Linked DNA regions of Rattus norvegicus: region 1 is linked to region 2. A link is a contact called in public Hi-C data. All regions are on one chromosome and are shown on one strand. Each heading gives the region's core, a stretch centred on a gene start, on an enhancer-like site or on the middle of the called end of the contact. The rest is flanking DNA. Distances are from core to core; before and after follow the strand shown.

The links. Hi-C and Micro-C count contacts between places; a contact is called where the count stands out from the background.
Region 1: a Hi-C map of prefrontal cortex shows a contact between it and region 2, with 2.4 times the contacts expected there. The contact joins the promoter of Islr2 here to the enhancer-like site in region 2. A contact is called at or near these places in 2 of 12 Hi-C or Micro-C datasets (the A7r5 cell line and prefrontal cortex).

Annotation. Positions count from the first base shown.
Region 1 is chr8:67,507,740-67,512,363 of GRCr8, forward strand. It overlaps Islr2 (immunoglobulin superfamily containing leucine-rich repeat 2), which reads right to left and starts at 2,242. Exons shown (of 3, transcript NM_001399427.1): 1 at 1,956-2,242; 2 at 1,221-1,351. LOC134480059 (a long non-coding RNA gene) reads left to right here and starts at 4,592. Exons shown (of 2, transcript XR_010054192.1): 1 at 4,592-4,624.
Region 2 is chr8:67,421,717-67,425,979 of GRCr8, forward strand. It overlaps a transcript of Ccdc33 not described here. Among named protein-coding and RNA genes, the nearest start is that of Ccdc33, 10 kb to the left of the region's middle. Within about 2 kb of position 1,410, at least 30 of the 93 cell types and tissues checked have an H3K27ac peak or open chromatin away from gene starts, as enhancers often do. A contact at or near this core is called in prefrontal cortex, where this site is marked.

The DNA of each region.
Region 1 (4,624 bases), core at 992-3,491, 87 kb after region 2:
TCACTTACACCACACCTCTCTCCCCTCCCCTAACAAACTCTACCTCCTAAACCTATGTGGGCTCCAGAAACCTTGGGTACTGAATGGAGCCCAGTGAAAGCCTGCAGACTCAATGAAGGCTTGCTTTCAGAAAGTGTCTTCTTTCTCCAGAGGGCATGGAGCACCCCTCCCCCAGCCCCCATCAATCCCCTCAGCTGGAGCTGCCCCCTCCAAAGCACCCAATGCTTCTGGTCTACAATGGGCCCCACACGGACCCTTCTTTCTCTATCTTCATTTTACTTGATGAAATGGAGAGGTAGGAAGATTTCGTTCATGACTAACTGTCTCCTTTGGAATCCTTTGTCCCACGCACAGCAATCGCACACACTTCCTTACAAGCAACAACAGCGCAAACAAAAACTCAGGCATCTCCCTGATACCTCCAACTACAAGGCACTGAGACTCTACCAGGAGGTTCACAATGAGTTATACAGACACAAAAACAAGGGCACCCAGACATCTACACAATATACCCAGGAGCCCTCATTGTTCTCGAAACTCAATGCAGCTTTGCCACAGTGTTCTCCACCGGGAAGCAAAGCACTTTCCTGTGTACAGTGAGAACTGACAGGCGCAGGGACACAAGTCCTCATGTGAACCATTCCACACTCAGAGACATAGATGCTACACTGCCCTCCTCAGAGACTGAAGCCCTAGCCGATAGGCAACATGGAGAACTTGTGAGGTGTGGTGTGGGGAATCTAGGAAGCCTCCACCCACTTATGCCTTCTAGCCTCTCTGCCCTGGGCTGCAGCTCCCCTCAGGGGAGAGTCACAACTGTTCAACCATTCTTCCAGCTGAGAAGAAAATTTTACCTGCCTCCCAACCCCCATGCCTAGAGCAGGCATGTTGTGGAGACAGTCTCTAAAGCTTCCTCTTTGGATTCCACAGAGCCCAGGTGAATCCCTCTGCCCACAGTTTTTAGGGGACAGTCTCTAGCTAATAAACTCGGAGACAGTCCAAGTCTCTATACCTGAGTGCACCCCCTATCTCTAGACATACAAATACATTAACATAGACCCCCTGCCCCAACTTGAGGCTCCTGTCAGTCTTTGTAGACCCTCTCCCACACCCTGCCTTTGAAATTAGCTGGTTCCCTTCTTGCTTTTGCTTTTAAGGGAGGTACCTCCCTTCCCTGTTCCTCCCAGACAGCCACCCAACCCTGGCTAGGCTGGACCGACCTTGTGGGCTGTGGTTGTGGGGTCCTTCCACTGTTTACCTGCTGCTCTCTGACCTGCAGTGTGCCGCCTTCAGACTGCAAGCCGTTCTCCAGAATCAGGTGACAGTCCAAGGGCGCTTCTGGCATCTGTTGCTGTGGCAGTGGGGAGAAAGGGGTAGTATATTGAAAGAACTCCTCTTGGCCCGAAGTCCTACTTCAATTTTGTCCTTTCTTATCTGTTCGCCCTACTTCTCGATGATTGCAGGTTGGAGAGCCGTCGCGCGCCCACGGGCTCAGCGGGAACGCGCACAGTCTCCCACCTCGTGCAGCGTTTACATTTGTTAAAGCCATAGAGATCCTCTACTCACTCCAGGCTGAGTTCTGTCAGTTTCAAGGGGCTCCATATGCCCATAGCCCTAGGCTCTGCCCTCCCCAGCCCCCCTCCGTACCCCTATAACCCATTTTCTATTTCTCCCAACATTTACACATTTGATAACATGGTCACTATTCCTCGTTATGTCTCCAAAGCCCTCCCCAACACACACACACACACACACACACACACACACACACACACACACACACACACACACCCTCTCCACATGACCTTCACAGGTTAGTAGAACTACCCGTCAACATGTAATAATCGCGTCAACGCGCTAAGTTCTCCCTACCTTCACACACATTTTCACAAGCACACCTTCACTCGAACACTCACCGTTCTCTTTCGCGCACACAAATATCCACGCTCACTCACCCTCACGCGCCCGTCCCGCCAGCGCCCGCGAGCTTTTGCTTTTAACTGAATACGATCCTTTCTACGCCCCGCAACACGTGAGACAAACCATCTTTGAGGAATTTGGGAGAAAGAAAGGCATAGGACTGGAGGGGCGTGTCTTTGCCTTTAAACACTTTTTTCCTCCCCAAAGCAAGCAGCCGCACAGAAAGACCTCCAGCGGGACCTGCTGAACTGCGCTGCCTGGCTCTCCCGGACCCTTTCCTTCCAGCCGGCTGCTAGCCTCCCCCTCCCCGAAGCCTCGTTCAACACGATGCATAATTGATAGTGTTAGCAGAGCGCCTCACCCTCTCTGTCATTTTTTGCCTGGATCTGGGCAGATACAAATCCCGGCTCCCCTCCGCCCCCAATCACCGCCAAACTAACTCGCCAGACGAGAAGGCACAACCCTGCAGGGTGCGCTGAGAGGTGCGCAGGAGAGAAGATGCCCACCTCCCCAGCCCATCCAGACCCTGCTCAACCTCTTTAGCTTGAACTCCACACTCAGGTCTTTTGTGGCAAGACCAGTGCGTGCACTCCACTGCCCGTGAGCTCGCTGGTGCTTACAGTGGGATGAGTATCTTCTGAGCTCCTTAAACACTATGTTGAACTCACCCAAATGTCTCATTCTGCTCTTGCTTGCTGCAGGCTAATAGAGCACCGAGGTTACCACTGATGGTGATGACAGGGAACAGGATAGTTACAAAAAAACCGTTTGCTCTTCTTAAGTGCTGTGGACTAGGGACTTATACCCATGAGCATTTCCTGCACTCCCACCCCTCAGTATCCTCTCAGCATCTCTAGCAAGCATGCCCTCAACCCCTGCATGCTCGTGTACACACACACACACACACACACACACACACACACACACACACACACACACACAGAGTTAAAGCCTAGGCAGCAACCACCGCCCTGCCATCTCACGCCCTCATGTAACAGCTGGCCTCAGCAGACTTGGGACTAGCTGTTCTCTTTGGCAAACCCTGGACATTTCTCTCTTTTAGCGACAAGCAGGAGGATTTCAAGGGATGTCTAGGCATTTGACTAAAATGCATCATCTCACTCCCCCGCCTACGGCATCCCAGGAGGCAGAGCTGTTAGCCAGTACTGGTAAGGGGGCATAGGTTTTCAGAGACATGTGGAGTCCCCACTCCTTCTTTTTCATATACACTGTAATACTGGGGTTCTCGTGGTCTCCCAGCCATCATCAGAGTCAGCCTTCTGTCTTGGTTGGATGGCAGTGTGTTTGGGGCCTCTGCAGAGATCAATACCCCGATTTGAGTGTTAAGCATTTTAATGAGCAGGAAGGGGGCGCAGAGAAATGCAGGAAGAACGCTGCATCTAAAGGGACCACCCGGCAGGGTTTCTGAGGCTCCTTTGTAAATTAAATATGAACACACTGGTGTGTGCACGCTTTGGTCCCTCCCTCTTCCCTACTCCTGGCTACGGGCTCCTGGGACACCCCCCACCCCCACTCACAAGCTCAGCCAAGTTCGGAATCTAGAACTTCACACCTGCTCAGGCCTGGAAACCCCACAGACCGAACCAAGAAGAGGGTGCTTGAGTGGTCCAAGGAAGATGTCTTTGAGAAGGGAGCGGGGATGAGAACTCTGACTCCTCCCTGCCTGGAATCCTGCACGTCTGAGACCGTCCAGCGCAAGGCTTTAACCTGGGACATGGCCTCAGAGGTTTGGAACAGCCGGCCTGATACCGACTTCTTTGTCTGCAAAGCAAGAAGAATGTCCTGTCTTAATGTTCACGTTCTAGCAACCTTGAGGCGGGTGCTTTGCACCAGAAGAGGGTGTGGCAGCAGAGAGACTAAGACTCTGTGCTCTAGGATGGAGAGTCCTGGGGACTTTCCTGGTGAGGGAGAGAAAGACGCAAGGCGTGGGCGTTTCTCGGTCAGTGGACATCCATCCATTCGATTTTTACTTCTAGTCAGTTCGTTTTTGAGTTTGGAGGGACGCAAGCCTGCCGAGCGATAACTTAGAAGGAGCGAAGGGCCAAGGACTGGAAGGAAGAATGGGCTTTTAGCTCTCCTGGACCGCGCGGACGTGCAAGCGTGTCTGGGGTAAGCTCTCCGAACTCTGGCTTTCTTCCCCAAGGAGGCCAAAGCCAGGGGACTCCATGTGGAGAGGGCGGTTCCAGCATCTCCAGGATAGTTTAAGGGCGTGGCGACCACGCTGGCTGGAATACTGATTCCTGTGAACCCCGGCTTCCCACCCACTCTCCCGAAAAATGCTTTTGTTGCCCGAATTTGCACCAGGGAGAAGACATCCCTTACCCCGTCTTCAACCCTGCAGAATCTAGTGCCGTTCCAGACAAGGCCAGCCGAAGTCGCCTCTAGCAGCGTCCGCAGGGTCTTGGGTAGGAGCTGCAATTCCTAATTCAACCACTAAGCTCTGCTAGAAGACGGTAGGCAGAGCCTTGGCGCCGCCCAGAATTGCCGTCGATTGCTTTTAATGTTAATAATACAATGACCTAGGAAAGCAGAGCCGGGCGTAAAAACACTTCCCACCCACCACCCCTGCCCTACGTCTCTGATCTTTAAAGGCACAAGTGTTTAATCAGGTGAGTGCAGTAAAAGTGAGAGAAAAGAGCGATAGAAAGTTGCCAAGATCGAAAACAGTGGGCTCCAGATTCAG
Region 2 (4,263 bases), core at 160-2,659:
TCCAGCTGAGTCGTAACTGTTCAGATGCAGCTAGGAACTGAGGTTCAAAGCTCCAGTCTTCTAAATCCTCCCAGAGCTGCTGCTCTGCAGTGATCTGAGGCCTTGGGGCTCACTTATAGATATTGTGGGTTTGGAAAGTCACTGTTCGTGCCTTCTATCTCCTCCGAGATATATCCCTGTGGCTATATGGACATTTCTCCAAGGGCTGGACACACAGAAACTCAGTCTGCTGCTCGGGAAAGTGAATAGAATGAAGGCACGGGTGGGTGGATGGATGAATGAACGATGCCACCTTATGTCAAGTGAGGTTGGACCACAGTACCACCGGGAAGGCTGTGGGAGTGAGACAGGGGAAGGACACCCATATGAATGCTTGGCTTATCCCAGGAAAGGGACTACTTTGTGCTGGCCTTGGCATCTGCTGACCCTGAGACTTTGCAGACTCAGTCTAGGCTGAGGGTGGCTGTGCTGACAGCTCGTAGGCCAACCATCATGGAGACCAAGCATCCAGGCTGTCAGCTTCCCCTGCTGCCTGCCCCCGTCTGCTGTCAGAGTTGAATTAAATATCAGTTTCACACAGCGCTTTAATCTCACCTCATACATCACACTTGCCGTGTCCCCTACTCATTTGGTAGATATTGTGCTCTGGCGTCTGTAGAGACGAAACCAGGAGGCATGGGTCTACATGTGGGGGTATGCATGTGTACTTCCCATGTGTGCATGTTTCTTATGGACTTGTCTTTGGGAGAGGACATGGTGTGTTTTTGCACACATATGATCACTATGTACATGTGTGCTTCTGTGAGCCTAAACACCTGTGAAGGAAATTGCTGGGAATGACAGATGGGTTCACATTTCCCTGGAGCTGGGGTTCGGCTGAGGATTTCAGAAGCAGGCACCCCCTTCCTCTCCATTACCCTCAACTGGATTTTCTGTCTCTCTCTATCTCTCTCTGTCTCTCTGTCTCTGTCTTTCTCTGTTCTCTCTCACACACTCATGCACAGGGCATCCTCTCTCTCACACACACATACTCATATGTATGCAGGCTCTCTCTCTCTCTTTCTCTCTCTCTCTCTCTCTCTCTCACACACACACACACACACACACACACACACACACACACACACGTAGGCTCCCTCTCTGTCTTTCTCTGTCTCTCTGTCTGTCTCTCTCTCTCTCTGTCTCTCTGTCTCTGTCTCTCTCTCTCTCACACACACACACTCATATGCAGACTCTCTTTGTCTCTCTGTCTCTCTCATACACACACACACACACACACACACACACACAGGCTCACACTTGCAGGCACCCAGGAGGTGTGAGTCAGCACCAGTTCTTGCCGGTGGGAGAGGGGAGAGGCAGAGAGGAGGCGGGCCAGCAGGGCCATCTGCTCTGTTCCCTTACAACAATCTGCTAATGGAGCCACTTCCCAGACTAGCACCCAGACTGGCCCTCTCTACCCTGCAGTGTGGTATCTGACCCAGGGATAGTGGGACTCACAAGTCCACAGCATTCCTCTTTTGGGAGCCAGGCAAGAAGGAGCAATCTTGTTTTCTAGGTGCAGAAACAGAGGCCTGAACTATACCTTGCTCAACACAGATTCTCCTGTGCACTCGTTGCTAGAACAGCAAGCTTCTGTTAAACGCCTGCTGCAGGGCATGCTGGACTGTATACCAACCACTTCTCTTTCACTCAGATCTTCCCAGTAATGGTGGATACAGGAGTTGTTCTCACCCATTTCACAGGTGGGGAAGCAGAGGCTGAGAATGGCCTGTAACTTATACAAGGTCAAGGTGCTGCTAAACCAGAGCTTAACCTGCATCGAGTCCTTCTGATCCATGTGCCTGCTCTGTCCAGCCAGCTGATAAAGAAGGGGCCTCTATGACAGGATTCCAAGGGCTTTTAGAGACAGCTCAAAGATCAGGCAGTGTGGAGACAGAGGCAGAGGCTTGTGCAGGGACATAAGTACAGGACCCCGGCTTCTGATGCTCACCTAGGAGAGGCACCCTGGGTGGGACCCCTGGATCCTCCCTTGAGGATTCATTGGATAGGAAGTGCTTCATTACAGGTGGTCAACGGGCCATTATGGGGCCAGCCAGTCCCTGGCTCCTCTCCTTGGTGTGTGTGTGTGTGTGTGTGTGTGTGTGTGTGTGCGCGCGCGCGCGCGCGCCGTGCGCTGGGGGAGGGGTTGGAAATACTCACTGCCCTATCCTCCCCAGGGCCAGAACTGGCTACTCCACTGCTCTGCCAGTCTCAGCCTCACCACCATAGAGACAGGCTACACCCCTCCCTGTGCGGGTGACAGCACTCTCTGAGAACGCCTTGACAGCGCCTTTGTTCCTCAGAAATAAAAGAAAATCGAGGTACAAAGGGAAACCTCAGGTAGCTTTTAGCAGGGCTCAGCTGCCTGGGGCAGAGTGTGTTTAAGCTGGAGGCACTTGTCACTGGAGCTTGAGGGGAGAGCCTGAGACCCCGCCCAGTCCCTATGTGGTAAGAGGGGTGGGAGGGTGCATGTCCCCATGATCACGTTTACTCAGGAAAAAAAAGCTCTTTCAAATAATGGCAAAGGAGAAAAAAAATCAATGAAAATTGATAGGGAAATGTAAAACAGGGCTCTCTCTTTCTCTCCCCGCCCTCCCGTGTGTGTGTGTGTGTGTGTGTGTGTGTGTGTGTGTGTGTATTTGTGTGTAGGGAGAGAGGGGGTGGGGGAGGGGCATTTGCCAGGGACTAAACTGACCAGCTTGGGGCTCCAGGCCCAGAAAGGTGGGGGCTGGGAGTCAATCCCTGGCACGTGCCTGCAGAAAGGGGCTGGTGGCTGGGGGGAGGGGTGGCAGCTGAGTCTCTAACTCGAGTTAAGAGAGAGATTAATATATTCAATCTGCTCCAGGGTAATTGAGGGAACAATTGGAGTGTTTTTCTAAAGCCCATAAAACTGCCTCATTTGCAAGGAAGAGCCGCCTTTGCTGCAGTCCGCAGATTTGATGGAGGCCAGACAGGCAGAGAAGGGACAGCGTTGGGATCCCGGTACAGAGAAGATTCTCGGAGAGTCGGCCTTACCAGCCAGGGAAGGGGCTGGCAGCTCAATTCTAACCTGCGCTTTCGTTCTGCACCTCCAACCACTTCCTTTTTGTAGTCCCAAACCTATCTCCCAACCTGTGAAATGGGTCACAGCATTCCTCTCTACCAGGGCCGAGACAGGTGGAAGCTTTGAAAGACCAGGGAAGCAGGTCCGCACTGAGGGACCGGGACAACAAAGAGGTGCCCAGTTCTCCCTCCCTACCCCTCCAGGCCAGGCCCCTGAGAGTGAATGGGCAGTAAAGAGTGGAGTTAATGAAATCCGCATCGTGCGCCTCTCCCGCTTGAACCACTCTAGTCTCCAGGGCAATGGGAATAGCGCAGGCAATAGCAAGCAATAAAAGGCATAATGAATTTAAAAGCAGCCAGGAGAGAGAGAAGACTGGCAGCGCTCTGGCCCGAAGCTGGAGGGTTCCTGGGGCAGCGAAAGTGCAGACCCGCAGCTCTAGCCAGAATCGGGACCGGGAACAAACAGGCTGGATGGGGGTGGGGAGAGGGAGGGAACAAAGAGAAAGGAATGAGGTTACCACCGAGGTGTAGGGACAGAGGGAAGAGGTGAGGCTAGCCACTCAGCTCCCTCCATAGCCACTTGGTTCTCCTCCACTTCTTAAATAAAAGCCCCTAGCTTGTTAGTGCCGGAGCTACGATTAGAATCCACAGGCTTCAAGCCAGGTGCTTCTCATTTGGTGGTTGCTTTATTAGCTTCTTTCTTTCTTTTCCTGTTCCTCTGGGGCAAAAATGAATAAATAAATAAATAAATGGAAAGGTGTTTTAAATGGAAGAAATAAAAAAGAAAATTAAAAGCGTCTTTTAAAAGACTCCAGGGAAACAGAATCATTTCCATGAAACAAAACCGTGATTGTTTGGAAGAGGTACGGCGGCGGGGCGGGACGATCTCGTCACACCCTCCTCCCTCTTCCTCAAGAATCTGGACCACAGGATCTTGCGGGAGGAAATCAAGGTTCAAAATCGCAGGAATCCCCAAGGTGGCCCCTGGAGCTATGAGCAAGGGATTCAACTCATGTTTCCAGAAACCCCATACCTGGGAATTTCCAGCTCAAAGTTTCCCTCTTCAACAGCTTGCCTGTGGGAAGGTGTCACTGAACTAGTGACCTTTGAGGGCACAATGACTCAGGGATCAAAGCTACCATTCTTCTTTTCTCTCCCCAACCCTACCAAGAGGCATAG